Linked DNA regions of Anas platyrhynchos: region 2 is linked to region 1. The links are chromatin contacts, called in public Hi-C maps. All regions are on one chromosome and are shown on one strand. The core of a region is the stretch at or near the end of the contact, and the rest is flanking DNA. Distances in the headings are between cores, read along the strand shown. Region 1 holds the start of CCT5 (chaperonin containing TCP1 subunit 5). Region 2 holds the start of SNRNP48 (small nuclear ribonucleoprotein U11/U12 subunit 48).

Region 1 (7,048 bases), core at 1,668-4,167:
CAATGCTAGAACAGCATTTTTGGTCTATTTCTATGCAGAATCATTCAAACTGTTACAGATGACAACCAGAGTGTTCACTTACTTTAGGCATCTGCGGATGACTGAAATCTTTATCCACAATCACTCCTTTAACCAGCTGCGTATCTTCCAGTCTACCTCCCACTTTGCCTTGCACTTTGATCAGCTCAAAATCAACATCTTTACGTTCCATATCTGCTACTGTCAGTACAGCATTCACAGCAATTTCTGCCATTTGTCTGTGACAGCGGTTAACTCTAAATAAAAGAGTACAAGGAAGATGTGTTACATGTATACAGTTCAGAAGAAAGAAATTGACTCTGTCAATATGAAATATAATATATGTGTGTATATATATGTATGTGCAGATACATATATATATATACATATTAGTATTACTAATAGCTTGTTTGCTGTATGAAGAGAGGGCGTCCTGCTCACTGGTTCACCTGAACATGCCAAACATGACAGAAACCAGAACACATGTCTTCATGAACACAATTGCAAGACACAGATTTGAAACAAGCAAGGAGAACTAACTACTACTCAAAATACTCTAGTCCCAGAAACCAATGTTAAGACAGGTCTGCACAGGAAGCTCTTACAACATGTCAAAAGATACTGCAATCATAAACTGCACTTTGCAAAAACAGGCCCACAGTAATTAAAAATGAGAGACATCCCTCTCTGTACTTTTCTGTTTTAACTCTCTCTCATGCGTTTCCTATAATTTTAGGTATTAACTCCACAATATCTTAGAAAGCTAATGCCCAAAGAAAGACAGACAAAAACTGTCCCAAGAAATAAAACTGGGAAATGACACTGATGCTCATTTACTCCATACTATATAGCAAATAAATGTTACAGTACAAATGGAAAGCTCACTTTCACCCCCAAGATCTTAATTTAGATTTGTATATTTTAATAAAAATGCACTTATGGAACCAGTAACTACCACTACATGTCTTTTTGGGTAAAGAGAGAGAGAGAACAAACAGGTAGCTAACTTTTACACAGTTTGCACTTGCTATGATGCACAAACACAGAATAAAATAGGTAGAATGAAATTGATTTTGCAGCTGTTTAACTTAATGGAGTTGCCCCTTTAGAGAACAAGGGTTTCACAGTTTCTTATCCTGAGATAAGAGTCCATTGAGAAAGCAGCCAAAATCAAAGAAACATTAAAGAGCAGGCACTCTAGTAATAACTTAATAATTCATCAAAGCATCAAGGATTTCTCCTTTCAACTTAAGTGGAAAATATAAGTATTTGTAAATTTTCATGTATGTATGGAAAATATAAACATTTGTAAATATTCTCTAAGGTTTTGTGAACTTACACTTTAGAGCCTAGCGTTGTCTTGGCTGTCTGGATCAGAGGCTCTATGTTCTGTGGGTCAACTGGAAAGCTGTCACTGATTTTGTCGAGATGCTCAATAGCAATGCGAGCTGCCTGCTCGTAACCATCCGCTATTCTGATGGGGTGAATACCACGGTCCAGCAACTGCTCAGCCTGTTCCAACAGTGCTCCAGCCAGAACTGTAAAACAAAATTTTTAAATAACGTTCATTCTCGCACAGATGGAGGCATCCTGTATTATACATTATCAAAAGCTTAAGAAGTATACTTTTGGATTTATTCTGCAGTACCAGTGTGAGGTTTATTAGGTAATAATATCAGTAATAATAATACCATCAGTGCCCTACTTACTGAGAAAGAAGACTGCATTGAGACTGTACAAGCACAGGAGACACTAAGATCACTACGGAAGAAAATTATGCAAAGAGTTCTGAAAGTACAAAGAGGCCTTCCAACACTAACTTCAAATGCTGCCATACTTTAAGAGAGACACAAAAGCACCTTTTGGATTAAAAAAACTCCAAACAGATGAAATAAAAAAGAATACTGACGCAGTAAATACTCTAAAAACGTGCTTCAGAAAAGCCTCTGTCACTCTATAAGTGATTTCTTAAAATAGTTTAAGAAACTTGGCTTTAAAACTAGAAATGCCAAACTAAATGTAAATCTTTTCTTACCAACGACTCCTGTAGTTCCATCCCCAATCTCATCATCTTGAGACTTAGACAGCTCCACCATGAGCTTGGCAATCTGGTGGTCCACATCCATCATATTCAGGATGGTAGCGCCATCATTGGTTACTGTCACCTCACCATCTTTGTCCACCATCATTTTATCCAAGCCTGAAAAAGACAGAACGTGAGGACAAATCTAGAAACCCCTGAAAAAAACATTAGTAAGTAGAAATAATTGAAGTGATTTATTACCGTTGGGCCCGAGGGATGTTTTCAGGGTATTTGCCACAGCCTTTGCTGCCATTATGTGAGACTATAAAAGAATGGAAAAGTTAAATCAGTATTTTGCGTCCACAAATAGCAGTATTAAGCTAAGATATATAGAGAAAAACTGTTATATTGTGGTAGTTAAGTATTGCAAATGTTATTTTAAGCAGCAACAGAGAACTATGACTGGAAAAAGACCTACACAAGCACATGGCTTTTAGATTAGGTATTTCACGAGCCTTTTTGTCACATATAGAGGTAAGGCTGATAGAAGAACAACTCACTCGCACGTTTAAGGCTCACGTAGGAAAACCGAGCGCACGGCTCCCCCCGGCCGCGTGTGGCGGCCATCCCCGGCAGGGCCCCGCCGCCGCCTGCCAGCCCCCCCACCCCGCTCACCTTGAGCGCCTCCAGCCCCATGAGGCGCGTCTTGCGCTCCTGGTCCTTGAGGATGAGGAAGGGCCGCCCATACTCATCAAACGCCAGCGTCCCCATGGCCGACATGGCTGCGGCGGCTCCCAACGGCCCCCAACCACTCCCAACGGCCACCCGAGCACGAGCCGCACCCGCCCCGCACGCCGCGCCGTGACGTCACGCGCTCAGCCCGCCGGCGGCACCGCGCATGCGCACAGGGCCACCCCGCGACACATTTCGCGGGGGGAACTTATGTGGCGCCCGCCGCGGAGCTTTCTGGAAGCGGCCGGGGGGCTCCGGGCGCTGCGCGGCGCTCGCGGCCCCGTCCATCGGCGCGGCGCCGGGGGGGGGGTGGGGATTGCGATTAGGCGCAATTCGGGCGCCAGGCGGGCCGCAGCGAGGTGACGGGAAGAGAATAAGGAAGGACAGCCCCGCTGCCGAAGGGTGCCGTGCGGATCTGCTCTTCAGCGTGTGCGGAAAGGTGCTCGCCCTCCTCCCGTATCCCCCCCGCCGTAGAGGGGTGGTAGGGTCCTCTTCCATAAATACGGCCGCCGGTGGTGGGAGTCCCTCATTGTGGGGTGTGGGGTCGGTGAGGGGGGGGAAGATGTCTTTTCCTCTTTTTCTTAATGAGCAATAAACCTAGTACCTCAGCCTCTTATATGCAATAATTTAACTTTTTTTAAGCTATTAGAATCAAATGAAGTGTTTAAGCACCTCCCTTGCATTACACGTGTCACATCATAATATTTTGCCCGTTAATCCCTCAGTGAAGCCATCCCCCTGTTAATCTTTGTCCGCAGGCATGGCGTCCAAAGCACTGGTGGCCGAGAGCCCCGCTCCACTCGCGCAAGGAAGCCCTGAGGAGCCCTCCAGAAGAAGGCAGTGGGGGCTGCTGGCCACGGGCGCAGTTGGTGGGGTGCTGGTGGCCCTGTACGCCGTGGTCACCCCCTTCCTGGTGCCGGCCCTCAGGAAGGTCTGCCTGCCCTTCGTCCCCGCCACCTCAGCGCAGATCCAGAATGTCCTGAAAATGTTGCAGGGCAGAAGCGGCTCTCTAGCTGACATTGGCAGCGGGGATGGCCGTGTTGTAAGTTACAGACGTCTCCTTCCTTCTCTACCTCAGAAAAGCAGCAAATACTCCACTCCTGGCCTCTGCTTTGTCATATTTACAAACGTTTTCCTTCACACCCATTGTATTTTACCAAGCTTTATGCAAAGCCTGAGAATGGTTTACGTTTAGTTTAGGTGAACAATCGATAGTTTTGTTCCTGCCTTACTCTCAGCTTGACAAAGTAGCATCCCAAATCATAACCTCATCTTGTCGCTTGGGAGGCATTGCACTGCGTTCACATAAAAAGATGTAATTAAAGGATTGGCACTGTGTTTTCCAGAGAGCTGTATTCCACATAGGTTTATAGCTGCAGCATGTGAGGCTGTGAGCTTAAATAACCCTCTGCTTTTGGAGCTGCAGCTCTATGATTACTGCATAAAAGTGACAGAAGAACAAAAAAAGATGAGAAAGGAATGATGGATTACAAAAATAAATATCATGGTATCATTAAAACTGTAGTCTTAATGCCATTGTACACTTCTGGCTGCCCCATTTCAGCATGAATGTGGTAAACCAGAGCCACTGCAAAACTGAATGGTAGGAAACAACTGTGGAAAGACTTCTCTGCTCTCAGCAGACTTTCAATACAGAAGCTAGTTCAAGGCTTTTTCTGTATGGAAATTAGGATAGAGGACAGGCAAATTCACTGGCTTCAAATGTTTTTAGTATTGTAACACCTATTTTTCAGTGTCAGTTTCTGGTCTTTATCATTATGTGGCAAAGTTAGGATTCATCCAACCCACTGCAAAATTATTTTAAGATTGAACTCAACAGCTTGCTGTGGAGTTTTGGGGCAGAAATAGATTCAAAATGAAGTTAGGGAGGTCTGGGGGGAAATTTCTGGGTAGCCAAAGTGATGCTGTGCTTTCAGGGCATTGCCCAGACCTTCCATTTGTCAAAAGTGGTGGTGAGGGAGGGTGCTGCAGAGAATTTTTTATTTTTTTTTTTTGTAGTTGTAGTGCTTTGGGTACTATTTTTAAAGCACCTGCTTAACAGGATGGTGCATTAAGTGGGTTGTTGACGGAAACAAGCAAGATCTTTCTTGAATACTGCCATTGTCCATATTTCATGTGAACGATTTGACCATCTGTCCATGCTGCAGTTGGAGATCCAAATCTGTGAACAAATTGCACCTAAGTAAGACCTAGGGAAAAGCAAGCACATAGGTACAAGAGAACTGCAATTTCTGATGTCCTCTCTACTCAGCATTCTGGCTCTTGACCCTTATCCGAGACAACTAATTTGACTAGTTACTGCATATTTTATTCCAGTTCCATATATATCTACATATGTAGGCACCTATATATATACATATATATAAATATACATGTGTATATATGCACATTAGTGCCTAAATGGAGACTGAAAGCTGCTTGGAGAGCCAGGTGCCCAAAATTGGATGCTCAGTGTTGCCCTAATGCATCTGTATTGAAAAAAGTTGAGCTTCTGTTCACGTTTGTAAATATTTAGCACTTAAATGGTGTATTCTGTGGACAAATATGAACGTACTTTATTTTCAAGCATGGTGCATGGTGAAAATGTCAAAATTCTTTTACTATATTTGAAAATATGGTGTGTGTGATGCAAGGAGCGTTATTTTAATACTGTGCAGCACATTGTGTGATAATGCTGTTTGAGATGTTGTATTAAAAAATGTGTACTTCTTCCTGATTCTACCCTGCCTGCAATTCATAGCTGATGAGGCTTGTCCTGATTAAAGCTTGGCAGTAACCTTTTAAATTATGGCTCAGTCCTAGATTTTAATATTTCTAAAAATTAGTGTGCTGTTTTGGTTTGAAGTTTCCTTAAAAAAAAAAAAAAAAAAAAAAAAAAAAAACCTTTGATTTAGTTAGAAGACATTTGCTATACAGTGTAATGATTCTGAATATTAAGGTCTGATTTGAGGGAGTATACTTGATACATTTTGTTAACTGAATTACCTTTTGCCTTTTCAAAATTATGTGTGACGTTTAGCATTAGATAAAAGATACACTTTGAGGTTTGCTCTGTGATTTTTTTCTTTAATTTTTATTTTTATGGATGTCAACAGATTGCTTTCACAGACTTTCCACCGATAGGTCATTTTGGCTTTGATGCAGGGATCTTTCAAGTGCCTTACCCTTCACTGCTTCTCAGCTAGGTTGAATGCTCTAATTTTGAGCGTATCTGCTTATGTGTTTTACTGTCTCCAGGGTCATTTTTGGCACTCTTGAATTCTAAGGTAGTGTCATGAATATGTTAAATTTAACTTTTATGTGAGCTGTAGACATAGTACAAGCTTACAGCTTTGTCCTGTGAACATTTAAGTGGTTAATTTTGTTTGTGTGAATATCAATTTCAACAGAAGTAGTCACAATAGCAAAATATAATCTGAATTTTTGTTTGCTATACTACCATTCTCTTAGGAATTAAAAACTGATTACTTGCAAATGTGTATTCCCTTGACGTGTAAATAAAATTCTGTCCTTTGTCCTGTTTGGATGAATATACCTTTTAGCACTCTCTCTCTGTTTTTAAGTGAAGATTTCTTCTCTTCCTTGTAGGTGATAGCAGCTGCCAAAATGGGATTCAAAGCTGTTGGTTATGAGTTAAATCCCTGGCTAGTCTGGTACTCCAGATACCGTGCCTGGAGAGATGGGGTACATCACAACACCAAATTCTATATCTCAGACTTGTGGAAGGTAGGTGCTGGAGTACCTAAGAATGAATGGGAGATTTCCATAGTTCAGAGATACTTTCTTGGAAGAATTGTATTTGTCTGGCCACAAGATGCTGTACTGGGCTTTGAGAAGAGTGCTTACAGCATAGAAACAAGGCTCACTGCACGTTTACAATGCTCTGCTGGTTTTGTGCTGTAGTGTCTTGCTGTGCTTTTCCAGTACAGATTTTCTGAGCATACTACATTGTACTTTTGCCAGTTGAATGATGTGGGCTACTGTAATGTCAGGCTTCGCTGAGAGCTACTTCTGTGGAGTTGGTAACAAGTCTCTTGTTCACCTAATGTGCAAGAACGCTGTCTTGTGGTATTGCATTAGATGTGTGTTCTTCTGTAGCTGTGCAGTATGTTACCTGATTCTTAGTGTTGCTTCAAGCTGTTTTTTTCAACGTGCATTCATTTGAATGAAAATTGCATCTTTAATGAGACTTACTTTTTGCTATATTTATGTTTGTCTCCCCCCAGCTATTCCCATCAGTCTTTTTTCTTTAAG
Region 2 (7,048 bases), core at 1,902-4,401, 160 kb before region 1:
AACAAGGTTGATCCAGCTGAGCCCGTGCTATGGATTTGGAGCGTGGCATCTTAGCTGAAGTCTAGGAGAGCAGGGAGCAATAGCTGCACTGACCAAAAAATGAAACTCAGGTGCCTGTGTGCTCTCTCCTGACAAAATCTCTGTCTAGTTCAGTAGTTTGCTGAGTGAACCCTGGGTTATCAGCCTAGGCACCACATCTTCCCTGGAGAAAATGAGTTTTATGCCCTGGTGGAGCACGCCCCAGCTTCAGGACATGTTGGTGGCTGCCAGGAGAAGGCTGCTCACTCCAAGCCCTGTGCTAGCTTGTAACTTTGCCAGGTATCTTGAGGTGGGGCCCGGCACAAATCTTTTCTAGTTGCAGGTCAAAAGCTGTCTTTTCTACCTGCCAAGCCAGCATGGGCTGCCTGGAGCTATAAGCCAGGCTGTTTCCATTTTGGCCTTTGAGTAGTCCCAAGAAGCATCTTTTCATCTTTCAGCTTGCTTTCCCTTGCTCCCTGGACCTTTCCCTTTCCAGAAACATGCAAGTACACCATGGCAAGGCCTAAAAAGGGTGTTAAAATGCTTATTTAAATTCTCTTTACCAGAAGCATGTTAAAAAGAATGAATAGTTTGAGATTTCATGGGTTTTTGTTGGTGGTGGTGTTTTGTGGGTTTTGTTTGTTTGTTTTTCTAGAAGAAACTTTTAACACAATACACCTCTAAGAATGAATCTAAGCAATAGAGGGAATGTTAAATATGAAAAGCCTGTTCTCTGCTACACTGGAAACAAATCATTTTGTTCAAGGAGCCAATATGCTTCTAAATACATATTTAAAAGGCTGCAGAGTGCCTGCAAGGTTTTGTTATCAGTGAATGAATAAAAACACAAGCCATGGGTGAGGGATGCTCCTCCCTGTGTGATCTGTGTGAGGAAGGGTTTTGTCTCTCCGAATGAGCCTCCTACCTGTGGTGCATGACCATCAGAAAGGTTTGGGCTGTATGAGCAGTATCAGAGGGTATCAGATGTGTAAGCAGCTGGATTTTCTAGCAGTATAAATTGTATCTGGAGGAGGAGGAGAGGTGGTACACTTATGGAGTTCCCCAGGAGTGCTGTACAGCCTTTATGCTGCCATAATGTATGCGCTATTTCCCTGTTGTGCCTTCTGCATATCCTGCAGTTTCGGATTGTTCTGCTGCACTGTGAGGGTATTTGGGGCCGGTTCCTGCAGAGACTTCCTCGGGAGATCAATATTGCCCAGAAAGAGCACCAGATTCCCAGCATACTCAGCACTGCAGCACTGCAAGGGGGGCAGGCTGTGTTCACGTACCCCCTTCTGGGAGGCTGTTCTGCGTGGGGAAATGCAGCTGTGTTGTTTCCTCTCTCCTCCTCAGAAGGGACCGCGGAGGCAGATATGCGTTAAACTCAATGGTGTGTTATCAGCCGTGTCGTTCAACCACAGACTCACAAAGCTGCTGGCCTGCAGCCAGCATGGTCCTAGCGTGCAGAGGAGGGTATGCCACAGGCAGGAATCAGCCACAAAAGGCTATGTAGCTGAAAGTCTGTGGTGATCTCACATCCCATTTGATGGGAAACCAATGTAAGTGTGCTGTTGCCTGTGAGGGAAAGCAGTGCTGTGAATTTTTGTGAGCTGGGAAAGTGGCTCATGGAAGTACCTTATCCTCTCGTGCCCCAAAGTGACAAATGCAGCAAGAGCCACAGCAGCTTTCACAGCTGCCCTGAGGGCATCCCTGGGATGCACTGTGATTGCAGCCACTTCTCAAGGCACTGCTGAACCTAAAATCTTGTCCTCCAGTTTTTGGGAGCCCTACCCAAGGACCAGCTGGAGCATCCCCTCCCAGAGCGTTGTCACCACTTCAGTTGGCACAGTGGTGTGGGGCGCTCGGTGCTGCCGCAGAGGATCCCTGTGAGGCTGCACACTGACTTGCTGTGTCGTGGAGCTGCTTCACAGTATCCCGATGTACTTTTTAAAGGCCTTGGCTCACCTTTTGTCCTCGGTTTTCTTGTAAACCTATTTCAGAGGCTTAATCTTAGCCCAGGCCCCACTGTGGTCTGTGCACTGGCGGCCTCGTAACTGGATTTACTGTATCACAGGAATGAAGCTTCACTGGACTTTTTCTCACAGAGCTCTAGAAAGGAGAACACTCACCCCAGTGGTTTGTTGCTCAGCCATTTCATCAAATCCATGAGGAAAAAATCCAGAGGAAATCAAATCCAGAGGAAAAATGATCACAGGAGCTGTTATTTTAGGGGGGGAAAAAAGCACCCAAGGATTATTTTGAATCACACAAAATGTTCTGGTTTAACAGAGCAAATTATCTATACTGATTTTGATTTTTAAATATAATCTTATTTTGATATATATTTTTTTACTTATAAATTTAGTTTAATTCTATCAAATTATTATTATTATTATTTTTTAAACTGCTTTGATATTTTGTTGAACTTGACTTTTGTAATTTTGAAGAAACAGCATTTTCCAGTGGAGAGGAGGTGGTCAGCACCATTTTGCCCAGCTGTTCTCATTACTCTTATGACAAAATGAGCTAATGTTAGCTAGCACACCCTGCTACAGCATAGCTGAAACGGCAAGGGCAGATGGGAAGCTCCAAGTATTCTTTATCGTGTGAAGTCAAAGATCCTCAGGCAAACATAGCAAGAGCCAGCAAATCTCCCAGAGGGCTAAAATCCCAGCTGAGTCTCAAATTCACTGTGCAGGAGAGAAATGGCTGTAATCTGCTAAGGAAAGCAGATGTACAAGAGTCATTCTGGCAGCTACATCTGTCGTGCTTCCTCCACCCCGCCCCGCCTTGTTACACTGACTCGTCTTTCGAGTCATATGCGCTTTTCCCACAGAAGACAAAAATAGGCAAGCAAAAACTGTCAATCACATTAAATGTAGTTCTTAGGATAGCTGTTCTTTCCTTGTTTTATGTTCCAGTTTTATTGAGTCCTCAGCATCTAAGGGAAGGCTGTTTTAATTTGGGCCAAACAGCGGACAGGATTCCTGGGGGCATGTGCCAGCTCTGTGGCTCTCCCCCACGCTGTCCCTTGGGCTGTGCATGTGTGGGGATGGTGCCAAGACGAAACGCACACCCCCTCCCTCCCTGTGCCGTGCAGCACCACCCTTTGGTACGGGGCAGACTGAGGAGGAGCCGGGGCGGAGCGGCGCCTCCCTCCCTCCCTGCCCTCAGCAGCCGGGCTGAAGCTGCCTCACAAAATGGCGCCGCCCCATCTCGGGATGCGCCCGGAGTAAAGATGGCGGCGGAGGCGTCTCCTTCCCTTCCTGTCCCTTCCCTATGGCGCTCGGGGGCGATGGCGGCTGGCAGCGCCGTGTGGCTGGGCGACCAGGTAATGGCAAGGGGGCGGCGGTGGCGGTGGGCTCCCTGGGGTTGCGGGAGCTTGGGGTGTCCGTGGGCGCTGACCTGTGTGCGGCCGGCAGGTGGAGCGGGTGCTGTGCCCCTACGACAGCCATCACCGGGTGCCCCGGGCGTCGCTGGAGAGGCATGCGGCGTCCTGCCGCCTCCGCAAGATGGGATACTCCGACCAGGAGCAGGTGGGATGCGGCTTACTGGGGGGGTCCCGCATCGTGGGAGGAATTGGGGAGGGTAAATTTGGTGCTGCAAGTAGCCCCCATGCACGGATCCCCCCGGGGACCCCAAGGGAGGGCTGCGGGTTGGGGACGCCACGGGCGGCACGATGAGGTAGGGCTGCTGTGCTGTGACCAAGCTGTTGTGTCCCGCAGGCTGAGATGTACGACTCCAGCTTCTTCTACGAAAACCTGAAGGTGCCCAGCGTTGCGATGGGTAAGCGGGTGGGTGGGTGTGGGGGCGCTTTGCAGCAGGGCTGAGGTCAGAAGGGGATGCTGGAGGTCGCCTGGTCCAGCTCCCTGCTCAAGCAGGGCTGCCTAGAGCTGCGTGCCCAGCACCGTGTCCAAATGGCTTTTGAGCCTCTCCGAGGTGAGAGAGCCACCACAACCTCTCTGGGCAACCTGTTAACACCATCCTTGCTCCTGTGGGGTGGCCTGTGTGGAGCACCCCAGGTGTGGTGAAGCCTGTGTCCTCATACCAGCACACTACACTACCTTGCCCATAAACTCTCCAAGACATCTTAGAAAATCTGAGTGTTTCCATCACATACATTTATTTTGTCTTGTCACTGTGCTTTGCCTTGCTTTACCTTATTCATTTAACCTCTTTCATTGTGTAATTCTGCTCTGTAGGTCTCTTGGCCATTTTAATAGTAAAACACAGAATCCTTTTTCTTCTTTGGTAATTTATCTATGTTCTTCCTTACATCAAGTGCAGAAAGCGCATTAAAAAGCACTTTAATAAGGCAGAAAAACTGGCCCTAGAGTTTAGACATACAGTAATGATACAGGAGAGAGTTCCAATGTACGTACACGTCTTTCCATATCCCTGTAACCCAGAAATCCTTTCCTTTTTTTACCCCTCCTCCCCATAGTTCAAGTATGGGATAGATTAAAATACTTTTAGTTTAGACTCCCTTATGCATCAATAAAACTACAGTGTTCTGTAAAATACCATAAATCTCATAATAGAGGGTGGGGAATAAAGACTGGTACCAAGTACTTGATGTAAAAGTTCTTCTCTATCTGCAGATAAAGATCTCCAGTTTCGTATTGTTCAGCAAGCTAAAGCTCAAAGTGTGAAAGAAGGCATAGGCTACAGTGAAGGTAAGTAGAATGCAGGTATGGAGATGATTTCTTTAGCTCTCTTGTGGAATTGCTGTGAAGGATCTTTTAAAGTTAATTTTTAATATTCCTTCTTGTCTTTATTTTGGGGCATAACAACTTTCTTTATTCAGGTCAACCAGGTAAAAGAATTTGAGTCTGTTGTACTCAGACTTCTAGTTCTCTTCAGACGCAAAACTCAAGAGTTTTCTGAAGCACTAGTCCTTTCCTTCCCATCCCATTATATGCACTTTGTTTTCTGCCTGTATTTTCTGTGTTCTGCCCTGTGTGGCCCCAGCTCTTTACAAGCAGCCTCCAGACTTCTTGTTCATGGAATGGGTGAGGAGGAAAGGAAAAAGGAGGACTGTGTTTTTAATTTTGTTTAAGGATTAGTTGCTAAACATGAACTGTGTGTGCTTGTCCAACACTTTGTAGATCAAAAACTGAGCGATGTTCACATTAGTATTATGTTGGATTGTTTCAAGGCTCTACATAGTTGTATAATAGATACACATCTACAGATATAATAATGTCCTTTGCCGATGGTCTCAGCTCATTATTTTGTCTCGTTTTTCAGTGGGTTTTGTGACTAGTCTGTAGAGTAGGTTGATTGTGACCTATGCTTCTCCTGAAGAGTTGAGGCTAAGAGTAGAAAAGTAGGGCCACCTATAGGAGCCACTGTAAAGCTGCAGTATGTAGTTCGGAAGTTACTGCAACACCTAAAAGATGCAGCATTTTGTGCCTGTACACTTTTGGTTTGGCTAGCACATGTGCAGAAGGAAAAGTGCACTTGTACTTTTCCTGACCTGACAAATAGAACAGCGCTTGCTCAGGCATAGATTTCCACGTTGTTCTTCTTTCTCTGGCTTGGCAAAGCCTTCATCTGATTGGCACTGTGTTTTTTGGAGTGCGTCAAGTGTATTTTGCTCTGGAGAGAAGTGGTAACTTAATTTGACACGTGTATATCCAAATAGAGAAAATAAGCCTTTTGTCACCTGGTGCACCACAAAGATATGTCAGTGAGCCACTAGATGCCAGTGTTTGCTGTGCAGTTTTCACTCCAAGTTTACACTTCTGTGAAGATCTCACTAAAACTATACAGAGTGATTTTTATTGTGGTGTCTTGGCCTATTCTAAGATTTACTGACTTGATGTTGCTTGTTTAATTGGAAATCTTTGTCAACAAAGACAAATGGGGAAAAAAACCAACGTAGCTGTATAATAGGACAGGAAGGCTGGTATTGATCATAAGCTGTAGGATTCTTGTAAAATCATGAGCACATAACTGTTAGGGCACTTTTATGGGCTTCTGTGACCCTGTAAGAACAGTACATTCTAAAAACAAAATTCCTGTGTTACCCTTTCAAGTGAAGAAGGACTTAACTCCTTACAGATGTATAAGGGTAGGATGAACATAGTGTGCGTGTTTATGGCATTGCTGACCTTTTCCTTTTTTTCCCTGTATAATTATGCTGTCTTACTAATAACAGTTCTCTGTTCAACTTCCAGGATCTTATTCATCACTGCCTGTAGAAGTTCCTCAAAATCATAAGCGTTACACTTGTGACCTGACTCAAGCTGACCGCCTTGCTCTTTATGATTATGTTGTTGAGGAAACAAAGAAACAGATGTCGAAGTCGCAAATCACAGAAAATGACAGCGATCTCTTTGTGGATTTAGCAGCAAAGATCACCCAAGGTTTGGAAGATGGTCTACTGTTGTTTTATTGCTCGGAGCTTTTACGTCATATAGGTAGATGACTTTTGGTGCAAGACAACATGAATTTTGCTACTTTTGAGGAAAAACATACTGTTCTTCAAAGCCACAAAGACAACCTGGCATCAGAAAATACTCGTCCGCTAGTCTTTGTGCTGACAGCTCTGAGAAAGCCTTGGTGTTCTTTCTTTGGCATAGATGTTATGTATATTTAATGGATAGATCTTCCATCATTGCAACTGACTTCAGGTGTCTTAATACTGACAAATTACTCGTGAAGTTTGGAACAGTATTTACTATAAGAGATGGCAATATTAAAGATCATTTAAAATTAAAAAAAAGCCTAACAAGGCAGGTTGGTGCAGTCATTCAGTTGAATTCTTGAGCATCATAGCAATGGATATAGTGGACAAGGCCTCCTACCACTATTGAGACGTGCTGCTGTGTAACTGTACCACGTGAAACTTACATTTGTGTTATTCTGTGACCCTGTTGTGCCTAGCAGATAGTGTTTGTTATCTATACAGGTAACAGTTCAACAGAACTTGTCTTTCTCAATCATTGTTTCTTACAGTAATACCAGCTTTGTATATATGGCTTGTGTTTTGTAGCATTTTGACCAAACTACAACCCTGTATGTT

The links. Hi-C and Micro-C count contacts between places; a contact is called where the count stands out from the background.
Region 2: a contact with region 1 is called in a Hi-C map of subcutaneous adipose tissue, with 2.5 times the contacts expected there. The contact joins the promoter of SNRNP48 here to the promoter of CCT5 in region 1. A contact is called at or near these places in 3 of 8 Hi-C or Micro-C datasets (F1 follicle, liver and subcutaneous adipose tissue).

The regions. Positions count from the first base shown.
Region 1 is chr2:75,315,260-75,322,307 of IASCAAS_PekinDuck_T2T, reverse strand. It overlaps CCT5 (chaperonin containing TCP1 subunit 5), which reads right to left and starts at 2,917. Exons shown (of 11, transcript XM_027451742.3): 1 at 2,717-2,917; 2 at 2,303-2,363; 3 at 2,054-2,218; 4 at 1,358-1,556; 5 at 83-275. The coding sequence starts at 2,821. It overlaps ATPSCKMT (ATP synthase c subunit lysine N-methyltransferase), which reads left to right and starts at 3,072. Exons shown (of 5, transcript XM_027451743.3): 1 at 3,072-3,212; 2 at 3,532-3,815; 3 at 6,383-6,520. The coding sequence starts at 3,534.
Region 2 is chr2:75,480,257-75,487,304 of IASCAAS_PekinDuck_T2T, reverse strand. SNRNP48 (small nuclear ribonucleoprotein U11/U12 subunit 48) reads left to right here and starts at 3,151. Exons shown (of 9, transcript XM_027451736.3): 1 at 3,151-3,349; 2 at 3,441-3,554; 3 at 3,744-3,804; 4 at 4,620-4,694; 5 at 6,201-6,389. The coding sequence starts at 3,257.